2 separate regions of the Sus scrofa genome follow, and region 1 is linked to region 2. Evidence: chromatin contacts called from public Hi-C data. All regions are on one chromosome and are shown on one strand. The core of a region is the stretch at or near the end of the contact, and the rest is flanking DNA. Distances in the headings are between cores, read along the strand shown. Region 1 has its middle 570 kb from the start of FAM49B. Region 2 has its middle 320 kb from the start of FAM49B.

Region 1 (5,379 bases), core at 2,612-5,111, 240 kb before region 2:
AGGTGAAATTACACTCATTTTTATATTAGTCTCTTAAATTGTAATGCTTTTTATGGGTCCCTGGATAAAAGAATTATATAAGATTCTTAACTCTTGAGATGAATTTCAGCTTTCTCTCAGATTTCCTAGTTTTACAGAGATGGTGACAACAGCATAAAAGAATGGACTTAAAAAGCTTATCGGTAGGTATTGCACCGAAGAAACCTACAGGCAAAGATTGTTGCATGTATGGAAGAGTCATAAAAGTCTCAGTTGATAAAGGAGATGTTGAATGAAATTTGATGCATTGGGCTTTTTTGGACAATTCAGTTTTTATTTCTGACACCCCCCTCCCCCACCGAGGAACACCTCTGTCTGTAGGAATTCCCATCACTGGGTCACTCGCTATCTACTGAGGACCACATACAGTAAGGAATTCTTTGTCACTGGTATGGGTCCAGTTGATCAACAGCCTTTGACATTCCCAATCAATTTATACCTGGCGCCACAGGGGAAATAAATTATTTATTTCTTTATTCATTTATTCTTTATTCCTTCATTCTACCCTGCACCAAGAGTGTGGATCCTGCCATATACTTAATAACAAGTTACTTAATCTATTTGCGCTTCAATTTCTTCATCTGTAAAAGGTAGTAATAATCTTATAAATTCTTTACTCAAAAGACTGTTGTAAAGGTTAACCATAATAATCTATGTAAATCCGTGAGTACAATGTCTGCTACATAATGAACACACAAGTTAAGCCGTCATTACCATCCATCCATTCCAGAAATATTTTTAGAGCATGTGTCAAGCATGGCCCTGGAGGTAGAACCCTAAGAATTACAAGGACTCTGACCTCGCAGAACTTGCCTTGATTCCAGATCTCTCCTCCTATTCCTGCCTCTCTGAGTTGATGGATAACAGAAAAGCAAGGGACGAATACTTTATGGGAGAGTTCTGTACCAAGTAAACTGACAGGATGGAGACTGCGTGTGTTACTATTATTAATGGTCATCGTAATCATTAGAGTACCTTCCCCTTAATGAGCACTTGCAGAGAAGTCTGTGACTTCTTTTAGGTTTTACCTTAGTTATATCAATGCTTTTTCATCATAGTTATTTCTCTTTTCCTTTTTTTTCTTTTCATGGCTGCATCCAAGGCATATGGGCAGTTTCCAGGCCAGGCACTGTATCTGATCTATAGCTGTGGCAATGCTGGATCCTTTAACCCACAGCACAGGGCAGGGGATCGAATCCATGCCTCTGCAACATCCTCTTTTATCTTCCGATTTTTAAACTTTCTCTCCTTGAATTAGGTATCCCAGGCTTCAGAATCATGAAATGGCTGTTTATCTATCCCACATGTACTTCTATATTCCTGGCAGGGAGTTGTTTGAGACAGCTTATAATAAAAGCAATCAGGTTGAAAACTTTCAAACAAGGCGTGTGTGTGTGTGTGTGTGTGTGTGTGTGTGTGTGAAATTCACTATAAGAGCAGAGAAAATTCTGCATCCATACAGTTCAGTTAAGGAGGATACAATAGCTACATACTTAGTTCTGATATTCCTAGAACCCAGGGAGAACAGAAAAAAAATATAAAGAATCATATGACCCATTGTCCACATAAATATGACTCATTGGAGGAAATAGTTTCATTTTTGTTATTGTTTATTTTATAGCCCTAAACTCTGATACTAATTTATCAGTGAGGGTGGTTTTCATAGAAGTTTCGAGTGACATAGCAACTGATGTCTGTTGCAGCAACCTCCCCACCCCCACCCCTTAAGGGGCCATTCCCAAGTGTCCACATTGTAGCTCTCTTATTGCTCTGCCAAATCAATCCACAAGTCTGAGGGACATGAACCAGGTGACCTGGATTTAAAAAAAGAAAATTGCCTAGAAAATCTCTAGGAAAGAAGATGAATTGAGCCCTCAAAATTTCCTTCTCCAATGTCAACATCTTAGCTGTATTTATTACAGAAGCAGGTGGTGGGCAAAACAAGACCAATATTGCAAGGGACAATATAAAAGGCTCCTCATTCACGCAGTCTTTGCAAGAACCATCAGCTAATCTTCATGGGCCAAGTGTGCAAAGGGCAAGGTTACAGCATAAATGAGTGACATTTATCTCCAGTCCTGCACTAAGAATGCTGTACACACCATCTTTCATTCAATCATCGCTCCCCAGTTTTCATTATCTGTGTTGTTGATGTAATTATTATTATCAATCTGCTATAAGTGAGGAATAGAAAGCAAAGGGAATTCAAGTAACATTCCCAAAGCCATAGAGTTCATAGATTACAGAGATGTGGTTTGAATTCTGCACTCAGTTTCAAAGATTGATACTTTTTCCTAACCTTAAACCTTTCCAGGATATTATGGTGAATATTTTCATTTTTTTATGAATGCTTTTTTCTTCGGGCCAAACCTGCGGCATATGAAAGCATCCAGGCTTGGGGTCAAATCGGAGCTATAGTTGCTGGCCTAAACCCCAGCCACAGCAATGCCAATCCAAGCCGTATCTGCAACCTACACTGAAGCTCATGGCAACACCCAATCCTCAACCCACCGAGCACGGCCAGGAATCAAACCCGCATCCTCATGGATACTAGTTGGGTTCATTACCCACTGAGCCACAATGGGAACTCCTTATGGTAAATAATATTTTTACAATCAACAGGTCTGTAATCATAGCCTTAGGGAGTCAGCATCAGTGCAGAAAGGAGCATATGGGCTTGGAGGACCTGAATTCAAGTCATGGGAAACTGAGCTATTTATCCTCTGGAAACATCACTTTCTTCAACCATGAAGTGGCAAAAATAAGAACTAGTTTTCAATGATGTGATGAAGGTCAGACATCACGTATAAAGTTCCTGGAATGCAGGAGTTACCCAACAAATGGGAGCAACAACATTTAGGATGTAAGCTCATTCCCGACCTGCATTGCAGAAGGAGGCATCCCTGTTCTCAGAAAGTACCATTGGATCCACTTAAGGACTCCAAGACATGTGAAAAGGCATGTAAAGCATCCTGAAGGAAGAGAAAAGCAACAGTGAGAAGGAGGAGGACATTTATTAAATATCAAATATGAGCTATAAAATGTACTTCCTTATCCCATTTAACCATTCCAACAATGTGATACAGAAGATACCATGATTTTTCCCCCCAAAACTGTAAACGAAAGCTTAGAAAAGCTAATCAGCTTGTTCAGATTCACCATATGGTCAATAGCAGAACTGAGATTTAAGTTCAGGTCCCTCGATCCCAAACCCATTGCCCTGAACTGTCCTATGTGGCGTCTCAATGAATCAGGAAATAAGCTCACAGGTGTTTCGATGCATTTTTCCATATTTTTAAAACATCACAAGAGAGACTGGAGAACTACATTTTCCCCCTGTCTCTGTCACTGACTAGCTATGCAATCACTGCCCTTTTCTTGCTATCAGTTCCCCCGTTTTCACAACAAAGCAGTGAGTCTGCATGATTTCTAACAAAGCCCTTTTCGGCTCTAACATTTTATGGTGATTCTTTCCCCCGAAGAACTGTGCTGGCAGTACAGAGCAAAGACACAGCACATATGTATGAAAGTTACTCCGTTTATATTAAATTCCACATTCCTGCAGGGCTATGTAATGTCTGTTGCCCTTCAGTCGACTCCATACTCCAATGTTTGTTTACAATCATCGGAGCATGAATAGCTATTTTTAAACCTGGCTTTTCATGTAAGAAGGTTCAAACTCAAACTGAATTTGATTTGTTGGAGAATTCAAATCCTCGGGATTATGGCAGGCAAAGAGAGAAATGTAAGTCACTTTATTACCCCTTGACTCTCCGCTCCCCGCTCCCACCCCCATAATTTCACAAACAAAGATGTCATTGGTTAAGCCGACTGTCTCCAGGGCAGAAAAGCCTTTATATTGGAGACTGATGGCCAAAGGTCTTGGGGTTGTTTATATTTTTGCTTGAAACAACAGGAAGTAATGTTTTAGGAGGCAGCTGGCCTTGGGATCCAGCAAATCCAGGGATTTGCACAGCTGGCTGAAGTGAAACTTCTAGTAGTCTTATTCAACTGAGTTTTTATCTGTCACACTTTCCTTTTAAGAAGACAGGCTTTGAAGTCAGCCAGATGCCAGAACACCTCTTACAAGCAGAGTGAGCTGGCAGAGAGCCTGACACATAGTAGGAATGTAACAAATACGCCTCCCCTCTCTTTTCTGTTACTAATGCAGGGTTTGTTTTGCTTCATGTGGGGCCCCTCTGTAGACCCTAGTCCAGAACATAAGGTCCCTGAAAGCTGGGATCCCATGCTTCTCCCCCTTGGCTGTCTCCCATCACTGGAACCTAGAATACCTGTTTTGATAAAGATTGGATGACTTACGGAGGGTTTGCATTCCGGAACCCTGTATAGAAGGATTAGAAAAGTTGGAAGTTCCCATTGTGGCTCAGCAGAAACAAAATCTGACTAGCATCCATGAGGACGCAGGTTCGATCCCTGGCCTTGCTCAGTGGGTTAAGGATCCGGCATTGCTGTGAGCTGCGGTGCAGGTCACGGACACAGCTCAGATCCCACGTTGCTGTGGCTGTGGTATAGACTGGCAGCTACAGCTCCTCTCCGACCCCTAGCCTGGGAACCTGCATGTGCCATGAGTGCAGCCCTAAAAGACAAAGAAAAGAAAAGAAAAGTTGATTGCACAGCCATTGCATAACTCAGGGAGCCACTGCTAAGGAGCCCAGGGATTCCTTGGAGGGGGTTAAAAATGTTCTTAAACTAATGATGGTGATGGTGGCACAACTCTGTGAATACACTAAATGCACTGGGCTGTACATATTCAATGTGTGAATTACACGGTTTGTGAATTATATCACCATGAAACCACTTGACTTAACCCCTCCAAATGGTACATATTCATGAGCCCCCATGTTTAGCCTGGAAATGGACACAGCGATCTGAATAGCTGGTGAGCAAATGAACTGGGAGAAAAGGGCTGGGAGTGAGGAGAAGGATTGCATGTCCCATTCAGGAAAGAGATCCCCCCCCCACAGTTCCAACCTCCTGAAGATGTGCACTTTTCCTCTTCGCAAAACCAGCCCGATAAAGAACCCACGTGGAACAGCCAGGAGTCCACATTCCGTTCCATTTCTTTATCCACCGACTCAGTCCAAACAGTAGCATGACAGGTTGTCAGATAAAAAACCCTTGCCCCCCCAACAGGGCTTCCAAACTCATGAGTTTTCAGGATTGCCAGGAATTCCTGGGTCTCAGTTACCTGAACAACTCTTTCATATCAAAAATCACATCTTTTGCATAAAGTGCACATAGGCCACAAGCCTGTTTTTAAGTGAATCATTCTTATGTCCAACAAACATCTGCTGGTTCGTATTCACCACACACCGGACT
Region 2 (5,190 bases), core at 1,208-3,707:
TGAGAGCGGCTGTCTTCACTGAACAGAAAGAGGGTTAATTAGCCATGACTGGGGATGACACAATTTGGGTCTGTTTGGAAAACTGGGGGGAAATGGGTCTTATTCAACAACTCCCTGGAAGCAAATTGTTTATCCGAGTTTCTCCCCAAAGAGAATCCTCACCTGGTCACCTTTCAAAGAAAAGAAAAAAAAAAAAAAAAAAAACAACAATGAATGAATTACCATGTGAACACAGAGTCAATGTATATACGTCTAAGGAAAGGCAGAAAAGTCAAGAGAGGTGGAAAGCACTGGTAGCCCCAGGAATCCCAAAACCATAACCAGCCCTGGTGTGTGATAATCTGCCTCTTGTCACTGCGTGCCTTGCTTTACATCTTCATGCCAAAAGAGTTCACACAAAATACGCTACTTTAGGAGTTCCCGCTGTGACCCAGCGGGTTAGGAATCCGACTGCAGTGGCTCGGGTCGCTGCAGAGGTGCAGGTTTGAACCCACTGCCGCAGCTGCTGCTCGGATTCAATTCCTGGCCCGGGAACATCCATGTGCTGCGGGTGGAGCCATAAAAATTTAACAATTAAAAAAATATATGTATACTACTTCGTGTCATTTGTTTCCTATAGCAACATACCGCAACCGTCTTTCACGCGTCCAGTGTTCCTACATGACATCCCTTTAATGACTGCCGAGTGTTCCATTTACAAATGATTAAGAAGCGATAAAGAAGGCGGGAGAATTCAGGCAGGAGCGTCCTACACAGGGGACATTGTACTGCCCATTTTAAAGATGTGAAAGGGGAGATACAGGAGCCGCCAGTTAATGGTAGAGAAGAGACGCCCGCCTGCCCTGCGTCCATCCTGGAGCTCTCTCCCACCAGCACACCTGGTCATAAGACCCATGTTGGAAACCCGCGTTTTTATCACGTGGCGTGTCTGATTATAAACTGGACCCCAAAAGAGAACCTAAGGAGACCCCCTGGGGTGGCTGGCGACCACTATTCAAAAGAGCCAAGGGAGCAGGATTTTGCCTCTGGCAGAGACCAGCCATGGTTAGATATGGTTTCTGGCTCTGCCAGCAATTTCCATGCCACGACTGGGAAGAACTCTCATATCTGGAAGAGATGGATCTCAGGAGATCTGAGACTTTGTCTCACCTCCCGCGTTGACCAGCCAAAAGTGTCATCTGGCCTTGACACTCAACTGACCCGAGCCTGTTTCCTAATCTATACGCTGGGGTAACACCACCTCTCTGCCACGCTCCTCTGAAGCTTCCAAACAACCAATGAGGCGAGGAAGCACCCTGCAAACAGCAGAGACTCTCACAATGCATCCAGCAACGGTGAATTCTACCTAACGCTGGAAAATACATCAAAGAATTGTAAATAGGGAAGGAAACTCTGAAGCCAACTCCTTTTAGAAATAGGGAAAGTGACTTCCTGAGAATTTAGGAGGCCTGCTCCAAGTTCCATAACGAGTCAGGATCCCCAGCTCATGCGAGAAGCCAGTGTTGGGATCCAGAGGGCACTGCTCCTCTTTTCAGGCCACCTTTACAGCCATCGATGTCCAAACACATGCACAGAAACGTGTAGCAGGCAATTCTGTTCATTTCCATCGATGTGGGTCCCCGAAAAATGAAGGTGTGCTGCTAAGTTGCATCTCTGATTTTTTCTAGTCTAAACTTAATTTCTTTTGACTTGGAGGGTGGTACATTGTCCTTCCCTAAAAAGAGCTGCCAGAAAAGAATACGGAAAATCATAAAGAAACTTGAGGACTTGAGGTTTCCACATGCTGGGAGCTCACACACCAGATTCCAGACACGGCCTTCTCCTGAATCTGACCCGAGTCCTTTCATCCATTGATCAGGTCCCAGGCTCCGGGAGAGCCGCCAGGACTGGGGGAATTCGTTACAGAGTCACAGAGCCGGGGCGGCCCCATCCCATGAAAGTCACTTCCAGCTTGGAACGGATTTGCAAATTCCTGCTTTCTGAGGGGTGTTTCAGATGCCTGGGAGCTGGCCTGTCTGCAGGCAGTCAGTAGAAGGAAGTCCGGGGCGGGGGGGGGGGTGAGTGGGGGCATTCCAACACCTGGCCCAAGACCCACGGTCACAGAAAACAAGGACTTTCTGGTACGGCACCAAGCCTCGCCGGGACTTAAGGATTTAAAAAAAAAAAAAAAATTTCAGATTGCCTTCATTTTGAAACACAAGAGCACATCTGTCCTTACATCACACTGGGATGCTCCTGCCCCAACCTGGAGCTTTTCCCAACTGTCACACAGGAGGATGGCAAGACGTCCCACGTACAAGTCAAAACCTCTGGACGCTTGCCGTGGGCCAAGCAAGCACTGTGCCGGAAGTTTGCCATGCTTTGATCCAGCCCATCTCACACGCCACCTCGGGAGTGGCTACTAGCATGGCTGTGACAGCCGGGGGACCTGGCATGGTGAGGCAACTCCTACGAAGTCGACAACTGGTCAGTGACAGGGGAGGAACTCCGGCCGGGTCTTTAAAGTGAGAGCTCAGACAGGTCGGATGGGTGGAGGCAGAAAGACCTCCACGCCTGCAGACGAGCATGAACCTGGCCCCCGTTCGGTTGACACCGAGGCCGGCTCGTACTCCCGGGTCAACCACTGTAAAGTCAGAGAGCCGTCAACTTTGGGAAAGTCTCTTTGCGTCAAGATGTTTCCTCCCCCTTAATTCCTGCCCTCTGTACCCCACGGTCCTCCCTCCTGGTTCCCAAAGCCTCCTCTGAGAAGTCGCTGGCGGGCCCCATTCCCATGAAATAGATCCCCTGACATCACAAAGAGATCTTTGTCTCCCTCCCATCGAAGTGTAAGCAGAGTTCCTTGCTCTGATCTAAGTAAAAGAGCGTGATTGTCCTTTGCTTCACGTCGCCCTCACAGTTACAATATGCGCTTGCATCTGGAGGTAGAAAGCAGACTAAAATGTGTCCTAAAACCCACGGGCTCGGAAGGGCTTGGACAGTTTATCTTTTGCTTCCTGCTGCCTTCAGGCAGGACCCCCCACCCCCACCCCATCCAAATCAACAAAACACAGACACGCCCCGTAGGATCTGTGGGAAGAGTATTATGAAAGCCCATCTTACATCTTTGGGAAGCGAGGCAGAGTGACTGAGCCGAAGTCACTTAGGTAGACTGTGAGCAAGGAGGGCAGGGCGGCAGGCACCGGGTCTGCGGCAGTTCTGCCTTCCCGTGCGGCCCTTGTCCACGCACCTGTGCACTACCACGAACCCCAGGCTGGAGACACTATAAAGGTACATGGACATATGAGCACAGTGCCTTAGAGGCATTAAATTTCATTGTTCTGCCTTTTTCTGCACTTTGCTAGGAATACAGAGGCAGATGGATGAGTTGCCAGCCCCCTCGCCGTTCAAGTCAAGGCCTCAAGATCAATAACCACCTCCCTAACAGAGTGATGTTGATCGCCCTCTATGGGCCAGATGGAGTCTTGCAAGCCGGATGGCTCAGGATGGTCCTGCATTCTCTGATGTTCCATGATGTTGCACAAAGCAAACCTGAGGGCAAGTCCCAGCCCAGCGCTGCTACCCACCGGCTGGGGCACCATGGGCAAAATACCTCCGTGCACTGGACGTGGGTGTCCTCATCTCTACACAGGGTTACTAACACCTTACAGTGGGTTGAATGGTGGCTCCCCCACCAAAAGACAGATCCATAGCCTAATTTCCAAAACCTATCAATGTGGTGTGCCCACTGTGGCTCGGAGGGTTAAGAACCCGACACAGTGTCCGCAACGATGCAGGTTCAATCCCTGGCCTCACTCAGTGGGCTCAAATTCAACATTGTCGTGGCTGTGGCATAGGCCTCAGCTGCAGCTCTGATTCAACTGTTAGTCTGGGAACTTCCATATACCGCAAGCGCGGCCATAAAAAGAAAAAAACAAAACAAAAAAACCAAGAAACTATCAACGTGACCTTATTTGAAAACAAAATCTTCACACATGTAATTAAGTTAAAGCTCTTGAGATCGCCCTGAATTATCCAGATAGGCTGTGAATCCACTAATAGGTGTCTTTGTAAGAGCCATCAGGAAGAAACAGGGAAAAGAGACAATGGTATGAAGACAAAGGTAGAGACTGCACCTATCTGGCCATAAGCCAAGGAACGCCTGGAGTCTTCATCAACTACAGAGCCTTGCCCAGAGCCTTCTGAGAGCATATGGCCCTGCCGACACCTTGATTTCGGATTCTGGCCTCCAGAACTAGGAGAGAAGAAACTTCTAGGATTTTTTCTCAAGCCAGTACACTTGGGGTAATTTATTAAAGCAGCCCTAGGAAAGCAACACGTACCTATTCCAGGGACTGCTAGCATGAAACCCATCCCAGGAGGAGTGTTTATGGCGCAGCCCCGGTGGGATTCTTGCCTGATGTTGGGGGTCAGCTTGAGTCCCTTCTCATTCTGCCCACTCCTCCCTGACACCACCCACCCGACCAAAGGTCCAGAAGGAAGGCTTTAGTGTCTGACTTAGGGTTGTTAGGGGGCGTGCATTCACCTCTTTCCTCTGGACAGTGTTCAAAAAAATAAGCCCCAATTTTTATTCAAATGAATCTGAAGGTTCTTAGAAATCACTGTCCATATGATTCCAACACAAAAACATGACTGACATCCAACCAGGTCACTCACCAGCATCCTCTCTGATCAGTTTATCACGGTCAAGATGGTTAAACACTGTGACCCTTGTCCCTGTACACAGGCACTGCGCTGCCATCTCCACTGACAGGGATTCTGAATCACTGAAGCATCCTGGCAGACCTGGAACAGACCGTGGAGAGGAACTAGCCCAGGGGGGTTTCAACTGTACTGGGGGGAAATCCAGGTGTGCACAGATGTGTCTCGGGTGCACGGCACGTGGTAGCAGTCAACGGCAGGAAAAGAGCTGCTCTTTTTACTGCTTTATAAACTTGGAAGATGCATATGATTCTTTTGGAGAAGCATATAAAACACGCTGTTTTTTTTTTTTTTTAATGTCTAAAACACTGATACAGGAGTTCCCATTGTGGTTCAGCATGTTAAGGACCCAACACAGAGCCTGGGAGGGCGAGGGTTCAATCCCTGGCCTCACTCAGTGGCTTAAGGATCTGTTGTTGCCACAAGCTGTAGACGTGGCTCAGATCTGGGCTGCCGTGGCTGTGGCGTAGGCCGGCAGCTGCAGCTCCAATT

Evidence for each region. Hi-C and Micro-C count contacts between places; a contact is called where the count stands out from the background.
Region 1: a Hi-C map of fetal skeletal muscle shows a contact between it and region 2, with 1.8 times the contacts expected there. A contact is called at or near these places in 3 of 47 Hi-C or Micro-C datasets (embryonic fibroblasts, epiblast stem cells and fetal skeletal muscle).

Annotation. Positions count from the first base shown.
Region 1 is chr4:11,039,238-11,044,616 of Sscrofa11.1, reverse strand. No RefSeq gene overlaps it. Among named protein-coding and RNA genes, the nearest start is that of FAM49B, 570 kb to the right of the region's middle.
Region 2 is chr4:10,796,013-10,801,202 of Sscrofa11.1, reverse strand. No RefSeq gene overlaps it. Among named protein-coding and RNA genes, the nearest start is that of FAM49B, 320 kb to the right of the region's middle.